2 separate regions of the Mus musculus genome follow, and region 1 is linked to region 2. The links are chromatin contacts, called in public HiChIP or PLAC-seq maps. All regions are on one chromosome and are shown on one strand. The core of a region is the stretch at or near the end of the contact, and the rest is flanking DNA. Distances in the headings are between cores, read along the strand shown.

Evidence for each region. HiChIP or PLAC-seq counts read pairs in DNA pulled down with a chosen protein or histone mark.
Region 1: a FOXA1 HiChIP or PLAC-seq map of pancreatic cancer cells shows a contact between it and region 2. The contact joins two enhancer-like sites. A contact is called at or near these places in 4 of 484 Hi-C or Micro-C datasets (embryonic stem cells, frontal cortex, nephron progenitors and 1 more), 4 of 115 datasets of contacts at active chromatin or transcription factors (embryonic stem cells, memory CD8 T cells, pancreatic cancer cells and 1 more) and 1 of 9 other capture datasets (embryonic stem cells).

The regions. Positions count from the first base shown.
Region 1 is chr13:99,151,321-99,154,020 of GRCm38.p6, forward strand. No RefSeq gene overlaps it. Among named protein-coding and RNA genes, the nearest start is that of Gm41036, 24 kb to the right of the region's middle. Within about 2 kb of position 1,446, at least 97 of the 459 cell types and tissues checked have an H3K27ac peak or open chromatin away from gene starts, as enhancers often do. A contact at or near this core is called in pancreatic cancer cells, where this site is marked.
Region 2 is chr13:98,941,237-98,943,936 of GRCm38.p6, forward strand. All of the region lies in intron 1 of Gm35215 (a long non-coding RNA gene), which reads right to left. Among named protein-coding and RNA genes, the nearest start is that of Gm35215, 3.3 kb to the right of the region's middle. Within about 2 kb of position 1,310, at least 40 of the 459 cell types and tissues checked have an H3K27ac peak or open chromatin away from gene starts, as enhancers often do. A contact at or near this core is called in pancreatic cancer cells, where this site is marked.

The sequences.
Region 1 (2,700 bases), core at 196-2,695, 210 kb after region 2:
TCGTGTGTCCGTGGTTCCCATGGTTGCCACTGTCTAACCTTACAACTTGGGTGGTCTGTTTATGGTACACAAACAGAGCCATGTTCAGCTGCTCTTTCCAGTCTTTTCCACTGTTCTATTGCGTTTTATGTACCCCACAGGTGGGGCCATGAAAGGAAGATAAACACTTCTCAGCTGTTATCACTTTTACTGCTAAGTTTGTCATCGGATAGTTCACATCACCGAGTGAACCAAACACTTGAAATAGGCAGAATTTAAAAATTGATATTTACCCCATCGTCTCAGAAAGACTGAATAACCAAACCAGGAGTCACATCCTTCAAGAGGCCCTAATTCCTTCATTCCCACCCCCCCCCCTCTGTGTGTGTGTGTGTGTGTGTGTGTGTGTGTGTGAGAGAGAGAGAGAGAGAGAGAGAGAGAGAGAGAGAGAGAGAGAGAGAAAGAGCAAGAGGGAGAGTGTGTGTGAGAGAGAGTGTGTGTGTGAGAGATAGAGTGTGTGTGTGTGAGAGAGAGAGAGTGTGTGTGTGTGAGAGGGGGGGGGGAGATCTGAAAAGGCCAGAAAGGGGAATCAAGTCCCTGGAGCCAGAGTTATAGACAGAAGTTATAGAACATGGGAGCTGGAAACATAACTTACCTCTGGAAGAGCAGCAAGTACCCCACCCTCTCTCATTTCTCTTTAAATTTGATCTTAATAGATGACAATGACCTTGTGAGGATTCAAATGACTTTCAAATCTGAAAGTCGAAAAGGCTGAAAGGGCTTATTTGCAGCCCCTGTTTGCAAAATTGTCAATTCAGAAGTTAATATTTGCGGACAGTTATGAGAGGTAAGGAATATATCACCCTCTTCCATTCTTGTTTGAGATTACATTTTCAGTTTTTACTCTGTGCTTACTGTTTTTGGTGTTGGAGGCAAAACCTTGCCGGGATTTCAGGAGACAGTTCCCGTGCGAAGTGAATCGAGGGGCTGTTAAAAATGCTCACCCCGGACTTGCTCAAGATCAATTTGATCAGTTCTCCCCTTTATTCAAATGTGCAGCCAAGGCTGAGACCACAGGTCTGGACCTCAGACACCGCTGGGAATCTGAGCCAAAACAAGATGCCCAGAGGATGACTCAGCCGGTAACAGGAACTTGACTCACACCAGAAGTGAGAACTCAGCAGGTGGCCCAAAGGTTGTCTATAAGGTCTAGAGCAGAGGGAGGCTGCGGCTTGGGGCTGGAAGGATGGGACGGCGAGCCTACAGGGAAAGCTGAGTACAGAGGAAGCCACACCGGTCTGTTTTCAGAACCGAGCGTAAAGGCTGCTTTACCCTAGGGTGGAGAGAGTCCTCAAAGCTGATGCTTCAAGCAGCGTGGAGAAAAAGCGTTCCCAGAGCCAGCGAGGAAGTTGCAGGCATGAGAGAGGGCACCAGTAGGTGTCCCCGTTTGATTTGCGGGACCTAAGAAGGATCAGAGCAGCAGCGGGAGCCACGGGAACCATGCGGGGTTACGCTGAAGGTCTAGGACAGGCAGGGCAATCTGGCTCCTGCCAGTTTTGGTGACAGGTGTAGCTTGGGAAGCCCCCATGCTGGATTCCTGAACCTCAGCAGCTCTCCACAAAGTGCTACTGTGTTAGTCCAACACAAACTGTTCACCGTTAAAGAACTCTGAAGGACCTTCATTCTCACCCTCCTTCCTTCCTCTCCCCACTCCCCAGCTTTTATTTTTCCGGAGAGATTTTCGTGTTACCCAGGCTGGCTTCAAGCTCACTGTGTAGCTGAGAGTGACCTTGAGCGTCCAATCCTCTAATCTTCCCCCCACTGAATGCTGGGATTATAGATACTCACTGCTCTGACCAGTTTTATGCTTCACTCACTGGTGATTGAATCCCGGGGCTTCAAGAGAGCTACTACGCAAGCGCTGTTCTAACGGAGCTACATGGGATAAGAGACGCTGTACTTATTTAATGGAAAACATGGAAAATCAGAAATGTTAAGACCTTCCTAAGGTCAGCCAGACACAAACCAACAGAAATGCAGTCAAGATCTCGAGTGCGTGATTTGGAAGCTGTGCCGTTTCCTGTATGAATCTAACCGTGTATGTTACATAGCGGCCTGTGCTCGGCCCTGCATAAGTCAGCTGAGGGAAATGACCTGGATTCAAGATTGCCTCAAATGTGCTAGCCATTTCCTTCCCCCACCTCAGCCACCATCAGAGTTCCATGTATATGTGAAGAACAGGTGCACATGTGAGTGACTAGGATCGAGGAAATCAGAGATCAAGATCGGCATCTTTTTCTAGTGACACCCCACAGATTTCACCTTCCAGGGACCCCTGAAACTGCGTGTAGAACCCAACAGGCTGTCATTAGGGTGGCTCTGTACAATACACCAAAGCTAGTTCTCCTTGGGCCAATCCTCCAACTTCAAAGCCTTTGAGGACCTTGGAAGTCTCATTTGCCCATAAGAAAACTACCTGGCAAGGATTTTCTTGAGGTTACAGGAGTGGCTGAGCAGGGCTCTGAGTTAAAAATGTTGGAAACTAGAAACTTGCTTTATGACAAGAAAAACAACCCCCCCCCAAAAAAAAAACCCCAAAACCACGCTTCAGGAGAAATGAGCCTTCCTGTGCCTTCTCAGGAGACGTGTTCTGAGAAGGTGGGAAACTGATCTCTGGAAGCTGTGGACTCAGGCTGGGTAACAGAGGCAGAAAGACTCCAG
Region 2 (2,700 bases), core at 60-2,559:
TACCACAGTCCTCAGGGCTCTGGTCTAGAGTGTGGAGCTGTCTGGAGATTTCTGCTAGTAGGGGTGAACTGGACATTGTATACTGGGTGTTCCAGTAGTTGCTGGCATCCATAGTATATTTGCTTTTTCACATCTAAATCTGCTGGTCATGGTGGCAGTGAATGCGCTTGATCCCAGCCCTCAGGAGGCTGCGTGGGTCTCTGTAACTCTACATAGTGAATTCCAGGACAGCCAGGGCTATACAGTGAGACACTGTCTTGAAACAATACAAACAAAAAACAATAATAAAAATCTACAGCCGGGCGTGGTGGCACACGCCTTTAATCCCAGCACTCGGGAGGCAGAGGCAGGCGGATTTCTGAGTTCAAGGCCAGCCTGGTCTACAAAGTGAGTTCCAGGACAGCCAGGGCTACACAGAGAAACCCTGTCTCAAAACAAAACAAAACAAAACAAAACAAATAAACAAACAAAAAATCTGCAGCACATTTTTGTCAATTGATTAATCAATCAATCACTTTTTGTGGTTCTGGGGATCAACCCAGTTCCTTATACATGTTGGGCAAACACTCTTCCATTGAGCTCCATAGCTCGAGCCCTTAACTGCGTTTCTCTTGCAAGAGTGCCCCTTGGAGACTTAAGAGAGAGCTCAAAGTCCATTCTTGGAAGAGAAACTAATAGGACAGAATGTCATTCTGGAGAAGCTACCAGATAACAGGAGTGACCCTCTGGGACGCAGTGATAACAAGACAATGACTGCATTTGTGGAGCAGTAATGGCCCCCCAGGAGGCCAATCCCAGGGAGAAGCAGGTTTCTCAGAGGCTATAACATGTAGGTGTGTGGTTTCCCTAACTTGGCTGTTAAAGAAACGTGGCCTTCGTGTGCACTTCTGTGGTCTATGGACTTCTGCTTACGCCTTCGTTATTCACTGCACAGCTATTTATTGGCTGTTGATCAAGCGCTGGAGCTAGGCTAGCTGCACAGGTACATAGATGGTTAACAGTCTGCCCTTAAGGACAAAACTACAGGGAGTTAAATATTAACAAATCTAGTGGTGAGGAAAAAAAATTTAAAAAAAAAAGAGGAGAGGAAGTGGTGGTGGAAAAAAATAGAAGCTGGAAGCACGGGCTTCCATGAATGTTTTAAATGCCTCGAATCAAACAAACATAACAAAAACAAACAAACAAACAAAACAACGAGAGAAGAAAGAAAACAAGAGACAGGGGAAATTCCTTGAAGGGAATTTGACAGCTGAAGGAACAGCATTTTGAATTTGTCAGACTTTAGAGAAAGCGAAGGCCTTGCAGCAATCACTAGGGAGCAAAAGTGCACGGAGAACAGGCCAACCAGGAAAGAGCTGCCTGTAGCAGATGTACAGCTTGCTCTTTATGCGGGTCCCAAACAACTGGAGTGGGGGTGGGGTGGGGTGGGAGTGGGGGCTACCCCAGGAGCTGTTGCCTGTAACTGGTATATGTTCTTTTAGCGGGGCTGCCTTGTCTAGACTTAGAGTGGGAGAGAATGCACCTAGCCCTGCTGAGACTTGATGCCAGGGTAGGGGGATACCCAGGGGCCCCCACACACTCAGGAAACAGGAGGAAGGATGGAGGAGGGATTGTGGGAGGAGGGTGACCGGGAGGTGAGGCAGTGAGCAGGATGTAAAGTGAATAAGTAAAATAATAATAATAATAATAATAATAAAATTTTAAAAGTTTTTAGTTGCAATTACATACATCCACATTGAAAGCAACAGTACAGTAATATGTGACATTTAATATGCTTAAGGGCATGTCATAAAATTATGAAGAAGCCACACAAGATCACAGAGGCATCACCACTGTCAATATAGATTGATGCAATAAAGTAATTTAAAGAGTGACTTAGGATTAGAAATCAAGAACAGAATAGCATGCATGCCCTATTGCAACTAAGAATAAGTCAAGTTTCGGTCTTTAATGCTATAGCAGTTATCACGTAGGGTGTTATCCATGCATAAAGGACCTTTTCCTTTAGGGAGGTTTAAGCATTGGTCCCTGGACTTAGACTCAAGGTCATACACATGCCAGGCTAGTCACTACCACTGAACTATCTCCCCAACCCTCATTCCATATTTTTGAGACAGTCTCACTAAGTTGCCCAGGCTGGACTTGAATTTACTCCGAAGCCAAGGTAGATCCTGACCTAGTGATGTTCTTGCCTCCTGAGTCTCTGGGATGAGGCCTATACTACCAGACCAGTGTTATTTTTTCAATCCATGAACATGTAAGTATACAGTGGCTTCATCTTCAAAGCAGAAGTGAAGCCGGATGTTCATTATCCCCAATTTACACAGGAGAAAACTGGGGTGAATGGATAATTACTTAAAATCACATAGCTAGTCAAGGAAAGAGCTAGGATTTGAAATTTCTGTATTCATTATTCCTGTATTGAGTCGCTTCTTTAGGAGAAAAGACTCCAAAACTTCTGGTAGCATCAACATTTACATTGTAAAAAAGAAAGCATGTGGGGAACCACGTGTTCTGCAGTACAAAATGGTTAAACGCGTTATGATTTATTCGTTCCAGAAATAAAAGTTGTTCAGCCACAGTTAGGTTAAGGTTTCTTTCCCCTGGCTGCCAGAGTACGGGCCAGACATTTCTCAAGAGTTACCTGTCCTTTTGGGTCTTCTCCGTGTTTTTATGTATTTGGATCATTTATGAGTGTTG